Regions from separate parts of the Mus musculus genome. Here all the other regions are linked to region 2. Evidence: chromatin contacts called from public promoter capture Hi-C data. All regions are on one chromosome and are shown on one strand. The core of a region is the stretch at or near the end of the contact, and the rest is flanking DNA. Distances in the headings are between cores, read along the strand shown.

Region 1 (2,859 bases), core at 69-2,568, 650 kb after region 2:
TCCTTCCCTCGGCATTCCTATCCTGGCTTAGGCCATTTGCTCAGTAGCCACAGGAGCATCCCAACCCCTCACCCTGTTGTTTATCAGTCAGCCAAAGGGAACCAGAGACCAGAGCAGACAAGACACAAGGCTGAGAGCAATCAGAACCCAGAGGATAGAGCAAGGAACTTCACAATCTCCAGTACCTTCACCGTGTATTCCCTATGAGAGACATGTCATGATAGGGCAGGGAGCCCCGCACAGGAAGAACCTGAAAGAAGAAGGTGAAAGTCTTACTAACACTAAAAAAAAGTGTAAAATATCAATACGTGGACCAGATGAAGCCATTTCCCCCTGGAGTCTGTGGTTACTGCTTCCCTGACCAAAAAATATTCTGTCTTCAGAGGTTGGGATGGGGACAGAGAAGTCAGGAGTGGGGACGTTGACAAGGAAGAAAATAGGGAGTTGGTAACTGAGATTTAATCTATTGTTCAGGGCTGTAACTCCAGCACTACCATAGGTCTGCCTTAGCATAAATAAATGGACTGATTGTACCTGAATAATAGAAATACTCTGTAGTGGTGCACCACTGTCTGTCTCTTCTCATCTCGGGGGTTTGGTACTCTGACACAGCTTGAAAGGAGCCACGGTGGACCTTGGTGCACTCTAGAAATCGGGATGAAGAACAAGGGAAAACATTCACATGCACAGTTTGGCAGGCCACACTGCACATGTATGGTGGCCATGCCCTCCTCGGCTCCCACCTAGTTCCTGTGGCTGCTCATAGATTTCCAGAGTGGGAAAGCAGGTCATTTCGCATAGCAGTTTATTTTCGTTCGTGACAAGGAAGAGAAATAATTACATCAGCCTGAGCATTATTTCAAAGTCTAAATTCAGATCTTCCGCGATTGGAAACTGTCAAACTTAAAATAAGACACTCCGCGAACGAAGTCTGTCTGCCTGAATCCAAGCGTGCACCAGCGAATGGATAGCGCAGACTGGAAATCCCGAAGGACCAGCATCTTCTTCCCAGGCAGGAGCTGCCCCTCCCCCACCTCAGTTACACCAGGGCTCACTGGGGAGGGGGCTGGGTGGTTCACGCCAGCTCCGGGCTGGAGAAAGCTAAGAGCTTCCCACCACCACTACCATATCCTCCACCCACCCACTGCCCGCCGAAAAGCGAGCTCAGAGTGATGGAGGCCTCCTGGCTGGAGACTCGTTGGGCGCGGCCCTTGCACCTGGCTTTGGTGTTCTGCCTGGCGCTGGTGCTGATGCAGGCCATGAAGCTCTACCTGCGGAGACAGCGACTGCTGCGCGACCTGAGCCCCTTCCCGGGGCCTCCCGCCCACTGGCTCCTGGGACACCAGAAGGTAGATGGAGGGAGGGGCGCAGCAGGATGCTGCCGAGGAAGCCAATAGCCTAGCCTCTGCTTCCATCCCTCCCATGCAGTTTTGAGCTATTCTAGGACTTCCAGCCTGGGGGATGGGGGAGGGTAGGGTGGCTCTCAGCTCCTCTGCAATACTAGGAACTCTCGCATTCCCCCGCGGAAGGGTTACTAGACAGGGAGGTTATTTGGGAAACGTGAATATTGTAAAAGAGCACTAGGTGTCAGCTCAGTCTCCAGTCGCCTTGGTATGTCTTCTGCGTGTATTGTTTAACACTCAGTGTGTTGCTCTAACTCATACTTAGTTGTAGAAAATGTTCAAAAGCGATAGCAATAGTTGACCCCTTGGTTCATTCAGGCCAGGAAAAAAAAAATGTCTTTTTAAAGCTTCCTGTAAAAGCGGGAGGGGCCGCACCCCATTGCTCTGCGGATACTGATTGCCCTATCACTTGCCATATCACTTGTTCCATGTCTCCTGTTTTCAAATCCACTTCCTACCCAGACTGATAAATTCTGTCAACACATTGGGAGTAGCAGCTGTGTGTGCTAAGTCCTAGGTCTACAAAAGGAAAGTGAGTCTTTTCCCTGACGGGCCCAAGTAAGGTACAGACTTGAGCACTAAGAGAAAATGAAAATCCTGGCTTGGAGGGATGGTGTGCCTCCTCCTAGGATCCCTGGGGGAAGAAAGAACCACTAGCTGTGAAGCGCCTGCACAAACTCTCCAGGAATGGGTGGGCTGGAAAGTCTGCCCTGGGGATTTTGCTCCTTGGCTTCCTCGACTATATTATATATATTATATTATTATATTATATCTCTGCCATGTATCATTTCCATGTGCCATGTGGTGACTCGAGGTCCCTTCAGATACACTCAGATGCACATAAACCATGCTCTCTTGTCTTTTCTTTCTCTCTTCCTTCCTTCCTTCCTTCCTTTCTTTCTTTCTTCCCTTCTTTCTTTCTTTCTTTCTTTCTTTTTTTCTTTCTTCCTTTCCCTCTCTCTTTATTCTCTCTCTTTTCTTTGTTAAAATGTTTTGATTGGGAGTTTGGATTTTAGGTTTGATGTGGACAGTCAATCACTATAGCCCAGGCTGTCCTGGAACTCACTATATAGCCCAAGCTGTCTTCAAACTTGCAGTGGTCCTTCTACCTCTGCCTCCCAAGTGATCACAGTCATGAACCATCATGCTTAGTGACCGAATTTTCTTCCTTCATTCATCCAGCAGTATATACTTAGGCTGACTCCTAAGTCAGCCATTATAAATTAGAAATATATGCTGTGGTGAATATAGAAGTCAGATGGCTTAATGAAATAGTAATTATTTATTTTGAGCATATACCCAGAAGATGAATCATTGAATTTTTTAGATTTATTTATTTCATTTTATGTGTATGAGTGTCCTGCCTGAACGTGTGTATATATACCATGTATGTGCCTGGTACCCACAGAGATCGAAAGAGGACATCAGAATGGTTGTGAACTGCCATGTGGGTTCT
Region 2 (2,821 bases), core at 322-2,821:
TGATAGATAGGCAAGGAAGGATGCCAGCCAAACTGTTGGGTATGTGAATCTGAAGTTCTGAGGTATGTTCCAGGCTGGAGGTTACAGTTGTGAGTCATCAGTGCATTTGTGTTCTTTAATGTTATAAATGTGGGTAAGTTCACTGAGAAGGAAACATAGATAGAATGCTAAAGACTGAGCCCTGGAGCATGCCAAGACTTAGAGACCAGGAGATGGTGGAAAACACCAGCTAAAGAAGAGGAAAAGCAGGGGCAAATAGGGTAGAGCGGAGGGAAAGGCATTCTGGGAAGAACTCTGTAAATAGTGCCTGCTCTGGTTTGAATCTGAAATGTTCTCAATAAGCTCATGTGTTGAACACTTGGTCCCCAGCCAGTGGCACTATTTTGGGAGGCTGTGGAAACTAAAGAGGTTGGGCAGAAGAAGGTCACATGGGGTAAGACTTTGAAGGCTATAGCCCAGACCTTGGTTCTGGTCCTGAGTTCTGCTTGCTGTTTTCTGTGATGTGAATGGCTGTCTTCTACCACGTGTTCTACCACAGCCATGATGGCACGCCCATTCACATGGGACTGAGCAACTATAGAACCCTCTGAAACAGGAGCTAAATCAAACCTTTCCTTTTAACATTGTTTCTGTCTGGTATATGGGTCACAGAGATACAAAAGTAACATAGAGTGTCAGGAGTCACAATAGGAGACTATAAAAAGGAGAAAAACTAAAGGGTAAGATTTCAAGTTATCACTGGTTGGTATGTCTCCCCTAGAGTTGACTGAGACATAACATGCAAGGGCTTTCTAACTGAGCTACCCATAAGTGGATCAAGTTGCCTTAAGTAATAAGCAAGATCCTGGCTCCAATAAATCCTGGGGGGATTGGTTGCTGGGGAGACCTGCCCCAATAGTGCTCTCTTCCCCCATCCCCCTGCCCACCTCCCCCCTGTGTGTGTGTGTGTGTGTAGGGGGTGTCTGATGGCCTGGTCAGAAGGGAATGAAGTATTGAGAATAAAGGAAAGAAAGTTAGCCCGGAAAGGGATGCAGGACCAGATGGAGGAGAGCTCCCACAGAGCCCAAGAACACTTGCCAGCACCTGCTAAAGGAAGGAAAGAAAGCAGAAATAAAAGAGATTGTAGGAGCCAAAGGAGGCACTGACCACTTGGTTCTCTTGAGCTGGTTTTCTTCTCATAGCTTGGTCAAGATTTGTTGAGGCCAGACATGCCCAATGCTCTGTGTGCTCTCCCCAGGAGGCACTGGGGGAGGTACCCAATGGTGTTTCCTTAATCACCAACCACATAGTTAGCCCCTTGAGAATGCCAAGGCCCTGTCCTGGGGCTGCTCTATGGGTTCACTGTAAGGAATTGGGCAGACAACTCTTCTGGTGCCTCGGTCTTTGGTAGAAGCAGTAGATGTTGTGTACTAGAGGTTACTGGATGGGCTCACAAACATTGTCCCTGGAATGCCAGTTGGACAGAACCTGATGACCTTTCCTTTAGAGAACAATGAGGCCCGGGCCTTCTGAGGACTCCTATTGGTGGAGTGGGGTGAATTTCCTCTCCCCAGAGTGATAGGCTGGAGGCCAAGACTGACCTTTACGGATTCCCAAAAGGACCCAAGCCTCTCTGGCAGTAAGTGTAGCACCTCTAGTCCTTGCCCCTCACATTGTACCCTTGGGCATGGGGTAAGTAAGGGGAAGTCTTTTGCATGGATGGAGGAGTGGTGGCTTCTTGAAGTGCTAAGGAATTAGATGGTTATCTTCTCTAGAAACTAAGTACTCCCAGAAGGCTGAGTCCCTACCCCCTTTAGACCTAGCGTTTCTCATCTGTAAATAGCTATAATGATCCCTTAAGGAACCTGGAAGTCTAGTGTTGAGCTGGAGAATGAGGAGGGAGGGGAGGAATGGAGAGAACAGGAAGAGTGACTAGTGAGGAGGTCAAGGAGGGGAGTGAAAAAAAAGCTGTGCATTAGGCACACCAGCCAGCCAGCCTTTCTCTCTCTCTCACTGCCTTAGTGTGGATCTCCTTGTGCATTGGATTCCTGGGGCTGTGTTCTGTGCTAATAGGAAGCTGCATACTCTTTCTGCACTGGAAGAAGAACTTGCAAAGAGAAGAACGTGCCCAGCAGTGGGTGGAAGTGATGAGAGCTGCCACATTCACCTACAGCCCACTGTTGTACTGGATAAACAAGCGGCGTTACCATGGCATGAATGTAGCCATTAACACAGGCCCTCCCCCTGCTGTCACCAAGACCGAGCCGGAAGATCAGAATTCAGATTCTTTGTGGGAGTTGGATCTCTCTGAAGGCAGGAACTTCGTTGTACAAGACAGCAGCCCCAGAGGTGAAGCCTCTGATCTCTTGCAACATGTTTTGGGGATTCCAAAGCAGCCCCAGTCTTCAAAAATGTCACAGCCTCGGACTGACTCCCCATTCCCACTTCCCATCTTTCAGGAGGTGCCCTTTGCCCTGTCCCTCTGCCACCTGCCTCCCATGTTGAACCACTCTGTCTCCTACCCTTTGGCCAACCGCCCTGAAAGGAATGTTCCTTTCTGTTCCCTCCCAACACTGGCCCACGGAACAAACTGCTTTAATGCCAAGCCTTTTGCTTTAGAGCTGTAGTTTCCTCTTAGTGAGGGTGGGAGCTGCAAGTACCAAAGGCTCCCTTTGGTAGAAAACAGAGATAACCACAAGGAGTTGGTACTGACAAGGAGACCACAGCCACCTGGTGAGAGGTTTAAAGCCACAGATTTAAAAAAATAATAATAAAGTCCAAGTTTTCCTGTCTCATTTGCTCCTAGAAGGGCAGTGCCTTTTGTCCCAGCCAATGTGACTGT
Region 3 (2,906 bases), core at 278-2,777, 680 kb before region 2:
ACTTTTAATCCCAGCACTTGGGAGGCAGAGGCAGGTGGATTTCAGAGTTCAAGGCCAGCCTGGTCTACAGAGTGAGTTCCAGGACTACAGAGAGAAACCCTGTCACCAAAAACAAAAACAAAAACAAACAAAAAACAAAGAAAAAGAAGAAAGTGTATACTTCATCTTGAGCTTTATTTTACTAGTCTAAGCAAAGACAGTATTACAGAGATTTTTATGAGAGTCTTTGGGAAGATGGATCCTAAGAGAATAAGACTTGATGCAGGGGAACTAGTTGGGAGAATTTCCCACTTAAACAGGTGAGGGAAGGCGGAGCTGGGTAAGTTAGTACAAATGGGATGAAAGGAGAAGGCAGATTGGAAAGATATCGAGTTTACAGACCAACAGGCCTTGTTCATTATTAGATATGAGAGATGAGAAGAAGGAAGGAACCAAGGATGGCTTTCTGTTTCTACCGAGTCAACTGGATGCATGGGGAGGACCTGGGACAGGGAACGTAGAAGATAGCTTCATGGGTTGTCCCACACACTGCTTATGTGTGTGTGTTCTGGTACCTCACAGGCCTTCGTTTGAGTTCTCTTTGCACTATAACTCACCCCGTTCCCTCCACTGTACAATGAACACTGCAATGACCTCATTATGTGTATGTGAATTGAATGCAGTGTCTGAAATCAGTAGGCTCCATCGTATTAGTCATTATTACTGCTCAGAAAGGGTTCAGGGAGGAGGCTAAAGATACATGAATGAAACAGGCAGGAAAAGCTTCTGGGAATGAACTCTGGTTAGGTCAAAAGAGGAAAAACAGCGTTGTGGCAGACTAGCTGAAGCCAGAAGGAGGCCAGGCATGGCTGAGCTGTCTGCCACGTGTTGTTAAAGCAGATGAGTCATTGGAAGGGGCAGGTCAGGCTGCCCAGGCCGCAGCAGGCTGGACCGTGTCTACAGGATGACTTCATTGTCAGTGGGAAGCCCAGATCTTCCAAAGCCTTTTTAGTCTCGCACCCCTAAGGAATACATCACTTCTTTTACAGGACTTTACACACTGTCACACTGTGTGGAACTGTCAAAGGCAGTGTAAACAAGACAGAGCGACAAGAATGGGAACCCTCAACTAATGGGAGGGTTTATTGGGACATATTGATATGTCTGTGACTGGGCTCGTTTCCCTACATCTCAGTCTCCTTATTTCTAACATGAGGATGAGCTAACTAGTCTCTGAAGCGTAGGGGAGAACTAGGTGAGCATCTGCTGGTAAATAGAGTGTTGGTGTCCCCCCTCCCGTTGGAAGTCTTTTCCCAGTCTGGACAGCGTTCAGTCCGGCAGGCAGTGTGTACCAAAGGGATGAATGGAAGAATCAAAGGGCGTCCTGCAGCCGACGCGGGCGCGCCGGGAGCCCCGCCCCCTTCCGCTTCAGAGCGCGCGGCGCGGCCGCGGGCGGGTCTTCGCGACCGTTCGCCAGCGCGTGCACGGCTGGCCGCGCTCTGTGGGCGGCAGGCGGGCTTGCCGTGCACGCGCGCGAGGGGCGGGCCGGGCGGGCTGGCGGGCCGGCGGCTGGCGGCGGAGCCCGCGGCGGCGGCGGGTGGCCGGCCGAGCGTGTGCCGGGCGGCGGAGGGCGCGGCGGCGGCGGCTATGCTGCCTCCGTGAGGCGCGCCGGGAAGGTCTCGGCGCCTCAGCCCACAGGAAGCGCGGGGAAACCGCGGGCCGGGTGCGGGTGGCTTCAAGTGCCCGCCGGGCCATGTTGGCCGCGGACCGGGTTTGCCGCGGCAGCGCTGCGGCCCGGGGCCGAGCCAGGCCGGCGCAGTCGCGGTGCTAACGCCCGCGGGGCCCAGACGCGGAGATGAAGCGGAGCCGCTGCCGCGAGCGGCCGCAGCCGCCACCCGCCCGCCGGGAGGATGCGGCTCCGCGGACGGCCGAGTTGCCCCAGCCGCAGTCTTTGCCCCCGCGCCGGCGAGCGCCGCCCGGGAGGCAGCTACTGGAGGAGCGGAGCGGGCCTTTGGGGCACGACAGCAGGGAGCAGGTAAGGTGGGCTGGGGTCCGCCAGCGAGGGTGGGCGCCGTGGGGGAGGGGTCCTCGCGGGAGGATCGGGCTGCGGTGGTGAGGGTGGGGACTACTGAGTCGGTTAGGAGGAGTGGGAGGTCTGACGAGGCTGAGGAAAGGGGAGTGGAGAAATGAAGGTGGGGGCCTGGGGTTGCAGTTGGACGTGGGGTAGGGCGGGTCTGAGGAATGAATAAAATGGTCTTGGGGGGTAGCCTGGGGCTCTGGATGGAGAGAATGGGTGCTGGAATGTGGGCAGGGTGAATGAGCAGCAAAGAGTAGGTTTACTAAATGGAGTTATCTAGAGGCGTGAATAGTTTTAAGGGAGAAATGCCAGTTTGATAGTGTTGACTGGTCTTAGAGTTTATCCCCACAGTTATAAAAACGGGGCATTTGCAAGCATTCTCATTTGGTGGCCATTATACTTTTATAAGCAAGTATTCAGAATCGTTAACGTTCTCCTCAGTAACTATCTACCACTTTAAAACCACTATAAAAAGTGCCTGAATGTGTCCAGTCTCAAGGCCGGTGCTGTGGACAGAGAATCTGTAGATGAAGGCTCTGCTTTCTAGTTTACCCTTAATGGGAAAAGAGATAAAATGTAAAAGTACTCATGGGATTCTCGAATGTACAGGATGTGTAATTTAGTAGACAATAGTAGGTGTATTTATGAGTAGGGAATAAAGGTCGCCAATATTAGGATAAACTTGCTACTCACAGCTGAAGGAAGTTCAGTGAAACGATATTGACAGGGACTTTGTAAGATACGTAATCTCGTTGGATTTTTAGAAAGAATGTTCTGTAGTAATGAACTCCCCTGACAGCATTGCTTTTGTACAGCTTTGCTTCAGACCCCAGTTGAGACCCCATCTTTG

What was found. Promoter capture Hi-C pulls out the DNA fragments that hold promoters and counts their contacts.
Region 1: a promoter capture Hi-C map of hippocampal neurons shows a contact between it and region 2, with 5 times the contacts expected there. The contact joins the promoter of Cyp4x1os here to the promoter of Tex38 in region 2. A contact is called at or near these places in 7 of 39 promoter capture datasets (cranial neural crest, embryonic stem cells, hippocampal neurons and 2 more).
Region 3: a promoter capture Hi-C map of liver shows a contact between it and region 2, with 2.4 times the contacts expected there. The contact joins the promoter of Mast2 here to the promoter of Tex38 in region 2. A contact is called at or near these places in 1 of 39 promoter capture datasets (liver) and 1 of 115 datasets of contacts at active chromatin or transcription factors (embryonic stem cells).

Annotation. Positions count from the first base shown.
Region 1 is chr4:115,132,291-115,135,149 of GRCm38.p6, reverse strand. It overlaps Cyp4x1os (cytochrome P450, family 4, subfamily x, polypeptide 1, opposite strand), which reads right to left and starts at 1,318. Exons shown (of 4, transcript NR_131922.1): 1 at 744-1,318; 2 at 535-645; 3 at 186-250. It overlaps Cyp4x1 (cytochrome P450, family 4, subfamily x, polypeptide 1), which reads left to right and starts at 1,071. Exons shown (of 12, transcript NM_001003947.2): 1 at 1,071-1,349. The coding sequence starts at 1,173.
Region 2 is chr4:115,779,784-115,782,604 of GRCm38.p6, reverse strand. It overlaps Tex38 (testis expressed 38), which reads left to right and starts at 1,571. Exons shown (of 2, transcript NM_029196.1): 1 at 1,571-1,618; 2 at 2,002-2,771. The coding sequence starts at 1,618. The coding sequence ends at 2,606.
Region 3 is chr4:116,462,844-116,465,749 of GRCm38.p6, reverse strand. It overlaps Mast2 (microtubule associated serine/threonine kinase 2), which reads left to right and starts at 1,527. Exons shown (of 30, transcript NM_001369061.1): 1 at 1,527-2,014. The coding sequence starts at 1,835.